Regions from separate parts of the Mus musculus genome. Here region 1 is linked to region 2. The links are chromatin contacts, called in public HiChIP or PLAC-seq maps. All regions are on one chromosome and are shown on one strand. The core of a region is the stretch at or near the end of the contact, and the rest is flanking DNA. Distances in the headings are between cores, read along the strand shown.

Evidence for each region. HiChIP or PLAC-seq counts read pairs in DNA pulled down with a chosen protein or histone mark.
Region 1: an H3K27ac HiChIP or PLAC-seq map of extraembryonic endoderm stem cells shows a contact between it and region 2. The contact joins the promoter of Lpar2 here to the enhancer-like site in region 2. A contact is called at or near these places in 6 of 39 promoter capture datasets (the 3T3-L1 cell line, HPC-7-derived erythroid cells, hippocampal neurons and 3 more), 3 of 484 Hi-C or Micro-C datasets (CD8 T cells, effector CD8 T cells and embryonic stem cells), 10 of 115 datasets of contacts at active chromatin or transcription factors (the SCID.adh cell line, effector CD8 T cells, embryonic stem cells and 5 more) and 3 of 9 other capture datasets (adipose tissue, liver and pancreatic islet).

The regions. Positions count from the first base shown.
Region 1 is chr8:69,821,210-69,823,909 of GRCm38.p6, forward strand. Lpar2 (lysophosphatidic acid receptor 2) reads left to right here and starts at 1,356. Exons shown (of 3, transcript NM_020028.3): 1 at 1,356-1,502; 2 at 2,345-2,700. The coding sequence starts at 2,354. It overlaps Gmip (Gem-interacting protein), which reads left to right. Exons shown (of 21, transcript NM_198101.1): 21 at 1-661.
Region 2 is chr8:69,999,999-70,002,698 of GRCm38.p6, forward strand. No RefSeq gene overlaps it. Among named protein-coding and RNA genes, the nearest start is that of Gatad2a, 27 kb to the left of the region's middle. Within about 2 kb of position 1,428, at least 276 of the 459 cell types and tissues checked have an H3K27ac peak or open chromatin away from gene starts, as enhancers often do. A contact at or near this core is called in CD8 T cells, the SCID.adh cell line, adipose tissue and 9 more, where this site is marked.

The DNA of each region.
Region 1 (2,700 bases), core at 106-2,605, 180 kb before region 2:
TCAATGGTCAATACAGATCAGTAGATCCTTGGGGACTACCCGAGTCTCTGACCTCTGAGACGGGTGTCTTGACTATTTCAGTCATAATGGCTCCTGGCCCTACTACACTTGCAGCAGTAACAGACTCCCAAGTTAGCAGGTGGCTGCAGCCCAGCCCTGTCTCCTTTTAATTTGTTTGTTTGTTTGTTTGTTTTAAGCTAAGTCTCACTGTGTAGCTCTGGCTGGTCTGGAGCTCCCTTTGTGAGCCACAAATCCTCTGCCTCCCAAGTGCTGGCTAAATCTGTGTTCTTACAACCTCCAAATAAAACCATATCCTGCTGCCGGCAGGAGGGCTGACCGCAGTGGTGCTTGCTGTAAAGCCTCACATTTGTTGGACCTCCCAGAGCCACTTAGTGGAAGGAGAGAGCCCATCCCTACAAATTGTCTGACCTGTGCACATGCACAAATAAAAGAAAATTTTAATTTAAAAAAAAAAATCCGCTGGGCGGTAGTGCCACACACCTCTACTTGATCCTAGCACTCAGGAGATAGAGGCAGGAGGATCTCTGAGTTTTATGCCAGCCAGGTGTACAGAGAAAGTTCCAGGACAGCCAGGGCTACACAGAGAAACCCTGTTTCAGAAAAACAAAATAAAATAAGATAAATCTTGTCTGTTCTTGCACATTTGTCTTTGTGCTGGAATGCTGACAATAAGTCACCAGTAAGAGCAGCGTCTTTAACCCTTTATTAAGGGCCAGATGATGGAACCAAGGCTTCTAAACACACCCTGGGAAACCTACTGGCAATTAGTGTAGGGCCTGGAGCCCAAGATGAGTCACTCAGCTCAGTGTCCCTGATCCGGTTCTACACAATCAAATACAACTCGGTGCAGATAATCGGGACAATGGGGCTGTGTGCTGCGAACCGGGGGAGGTCAGGGGAGGAGGCTGCTGCAGGCTCGAGCCAGCGGCAGGCTGGGGCGAGACTTCGGGAAGCAAGGTAGTGCGGCAGCAGTGGGGCGAGGGTCCAGCCGGGAGATTGACCACGGAACAGTGGGGCGGGGCTTGCAGCTCGGTAAAGGATTGGACAGAAACGGGGGGGGGGGCGCCCGCAGAGCCCCCCCCCCCCCCGCTGTGGATCTTTTCAACTGCCAGGTGACTCAGCCCCAAAGGCGCGAAAGGGCAAGCACGTGAGATGTGCGGGGGGGGGGGGGGGGGGGAGTAGAAAGGGTGCCCCACGTGGGAAAAGGGGGCTGTGGGGAGGCGGTGAAATGACCACAGTTTCAGGAGATCACACTTCCGACGTGGGGGTGGGACTTTCCAGGGGGCGGGACACCCCCAAGGGCCAAGAGCTAAGGCAGGTGGGGGCGTGGCTTTGAGGTCCCGCCTCTCCCGCCTCCTCAGCCGGGGGCTCCAGGAACACCGGACGCTGCTGCGCAACCGCTCGGTTGCCCGGCCATGGGTCTCAGTCCTGCTTCAACCCACCGCGAGCCAGCCCCATCTGCCGCTTGACTGGATGTGCAGGTAAGACCAACACCAACCGGTTTAGGGTGGGTGCAGGCCACCGAAGAAAGCGAGGCGGGGCCCCCTCTTCTCCACAATCCTTCTCCTAGCCCAGGGTTGTCTGCAATACCCTCTTTTGTCCTGGAGGCCTTCTTGGCCCTCAGTCCCACCCAGGAATGGACTGCTTTCAGAGCTCTTGCGCGGAATCCTGCCTGTAACTCAACTTCTGGGCGGTCTCTGTCTACTCTGCTCGCGCTAAGTCCCCTCAGTGCCTTGGCATTGCCCTCCGGGTGTTGACCACGGACCTCGCTCTGGTGTGCACACACCCCCTGGCCTCTGCACTGTGCAAGGACCCTGGCACAAGTTTGATCTTCTTAAGGCTAACCCCAGCAGCTCACTCCGCCTTTGTGCTGCCCCAGCCAACCCACCCACGCCCATTGAAAACCACAGGTGTCCAACCCAGTCACGGATTAGTGGCACGTGGCACTGAATTGCAATGTGGATGCATTTGCTCTGGGTTCTTAAGATTTAAAAAAGAAAAGAAAAGCCGATCAGAAAACCGTTTTAAATTGTTATGCCAGCATTCAGCAGAGGCTAGTGGATCTCTGATTTTGAGGCCAGTGTGGTCTCAAAGCAAGTTCTAGGTCAGTTGGGATGCATCGAGAGACCCTGCTTTATGAGTAAATAAATAGAAATTGCTTTTTAAAGGTCACTTTGGCCTTCAGCACAGACTTCTTGCACAGAGGGCCTCTGATCCTGTAGGTTGCACTCACCCAATCTTGATTCTAGTCTCTGGCCACTGCTTTGTTCAAGTGCCCTTCCATCAGGGGCCACCTGCACTGATCTGTCTTCTGTATCCACAGGCAGCCATCATGGGCCAGTGCTACTACAACGAGACCATCGGCTTTTTCTATAATAACAGCGGCAAGGAGCTCAGCCTTCACTGGCGCCCCAAAGATGTGGTGGTGGTGGCCCTGGGGCTGACAGTCAGTGTGCTGGTATTGCTGACCAATCTGCTGGTTATTGCAGCCATCGCCTCCAACCGACGCTTCCACCAGCCCATATACTACCTGCTTGGCAACTTGGCTGCGGCTGACCTCTTCGCTGGCATGGCCTACCTCTTCCTCATGTTCCATACTGGCCCACGCACTGCCAGGCTCTCCATCAAAGGCTGGTTCCTGCGACAGGGCCTGCTGGACACCAGCCTCACGGCGTCAGT
Region 2 (2,700 bases), core at 178-2,677:
AGCATTTAGGAGGCAAAGGCAGGCAGATTTCTGAGTTCGATGCCAGCCTGGCCTATAGAGTGAGTTTCAGGAGAGCCAGTGCTACAAAGAGAAACCCTGTCTCGAAAAAAGAAAAAAAAAAAAAAAAAGGAAGGTAGGAAGGAAGAAAGAAAGAAAGAAAGAAAGAAAGAAAGAAGAAAGAAAGAAAGAAAGAAAGAAAGAAAGAAAGAAAGAAAGAAAGAAAGAAAGAAAGAAAGAAGGAAAGAAAGGAAGGAAGAAAGAAAGGCAGGTACACTCAGCTACTGTTATTGGTCTACATCAACTGCTCAACTGTAGTATTACATCTTAACTGACACTTGTATTATTTACATCTCAAATCCAAAAACAATTATAACACGTATTGCTCTTGCAGAGAACCAGATTTCATTCCCAGCGCTCACATGGTGACTCACAACCCTCTATAACTCCAGTTCCAGGAGATCTGGTGCATGTGGTGTGCTTACATACATTTATACACATAAAAAACTTTAAATCTCCAATCCAGCAACATGCTCAAAGGTGAGAAAGCACTATGGTCTCATGGAGAGCATGCTCACATTAGCAATCAAAAATTGGTGCTGGGACCTAGAGAAATGGTTCAGTGATTAAGAGCACTGACTGCTCTTCTGAAAGTCCTGAGTTCAAATTCCAGCAACCACATGGTAGCTCACAACCATCCGTAATGAGTTCTGACCCTCTTCTGGTGCATCTGAAGCCAGCTACAGTGTACTTACATATAATAATAAATCTTTTTTAAAAATTGATAAGCAGTGCATTAGCTAGTGTCCAGCTCAATATATGCCCCCCCCACACACACACACACAACTAAACTACTACTGTACTGGTAAAATAATCCAAATAAATAATCAAAACTTTTGAGACCTAGACAGGGAATGCAATTCAGTTGATAGTGATTGCCCAGTGTGCACAGTGTGCATTCCCGGCCCCACATAAACTAGGTGTGATGGTGCACACCTGTCAGCTCAGAATTTAGGAAATAGAGGCAAGACACTCAGAAATCTAAGGTCATCCTCATCTTCATAGTTCAAGAACAGCCTGGGCTAAGGAAAAAATAATAATCCTAACCCTTTTCTTTGTCTGAAGTGAACTCTCTTTGAAGAGAGACTCCAGGTAGATACTCTAGTGAAATTCCTGAACCTCAGAGCCAAGGGCAGCCTAGTTTTATAATAAAAACTGAAGCAAGAGCCATGTGACTGAAGGATGAGTTTCCTTTCCCTGGTGGAAGCTGATTGCATCTCTTCACCAAGGCGTGGCCCTTCCTGGGTCTGGGGAATCAACTTGACGAACAGGCTGAGTGACATTCACGCCCATATAGGGAAGTGGGAGCTGGCCCAGGCAGCCCCACAGGCGTTAGGAAGGCGGGGCCTCTGCCAGCCAGAGACCTGTGGCTGCTCTCCTGAGAAGTCCCCTCGCACAGAGGAAGCGTTCCACCAGCACTGAGAGTGACCGCTGAGTAATGCCACAGACAGATAGCAAAAAGGTTATAGCCTCCAGGGTCGAGGGCCCAGGTCTGTCCCGGCATAAAGGAGACTGCTGAAGGAAGGATCGTAAATTGAAGGCTAGTCTGAGCTACAGACCCTCTTTTGAGAAACAACACAAAAAACAGGTGCGGTAATAATCGCAGCACTTCAGAAGAGGATCACTGTGAGTCTGAGGATAGCCTGGCTTGCAGAGGAAGGGGAGGGGAAGAGAAAAGGGAAGTGGGCTCTGGAAAGACGGCTTAGTGGCACTTGCTGCTCTTGAGTGTGACCCAAATACCCACTTATGGCAGCTCACAGTCGCCTCTGTGTGCAGCTCCAAGGGATCCAACGCCCCCTTCTGTCCTCTAAGGTCACCTGCAAGGCACATGTGCACAGATAGACACGTTAATAAAAATTAAATATATCTTTATTTTTAAAGGAAAAAAAAAAGAGGAAACGAAGGGAGAACTGTGTGTACTGACCCACCACTGTCACAGCAGCATGTCACGTAAGGATTAAGTTTTTATTTTTGTTTTTTTTTTTTTTTCCGAGACAGGGTTTCTCTGTATAGCCCAAGCTGGAACTCACTTTGTAGACCAGGCTGGCCTCGAACTCAGAAATCTGCCTGCCTCTGCCTCCAGAGTGCTGGGATTAAGGGCGTGCACAACCACGCCTGGCTGGAGGATTAGGAATTTAAGGGTTATCTTTAGCTACATATGGAATTCCAGGAAAGCCTAGGCTACAAGGAAAGGGAGGGTGACAGAAGGAGGGAAGAAAAGAAAGAGGCAAGAAGGGAGGAAGGAAAGAGAAAAGGGAGTTAGGTTAAAGCTATACAGAGTCACTAAAGAGTCTCTAAATGGCTGAGTTGCTTTGCACAGAGCTAAATACCACACCCTGCATCCCTGCAGGCATCTTCATTCATTAGAGTTGACCCAGCTTGTGTGTTGTGTATCTCTAGAATCACTGACCTACTGAAAGCAGCATCCTTTTGAGGGTCTGTGGGCTTGGTCCTGGTTTCCCCAGGGAAGCAAATCATTGTTTTTAGAGGGAAAAAGATCAGGTGCAATGGCACCAACAGGCCGTCGTTCGCACCCCTGTGCTTCCCTAGAGAAAATCAAGCAGACATCTACAAGCTATGGTGGACCACACTGTGCCTTTATTGAGATGAGTTTCTAGAATATACAGAAGCAAAGCCAGACTA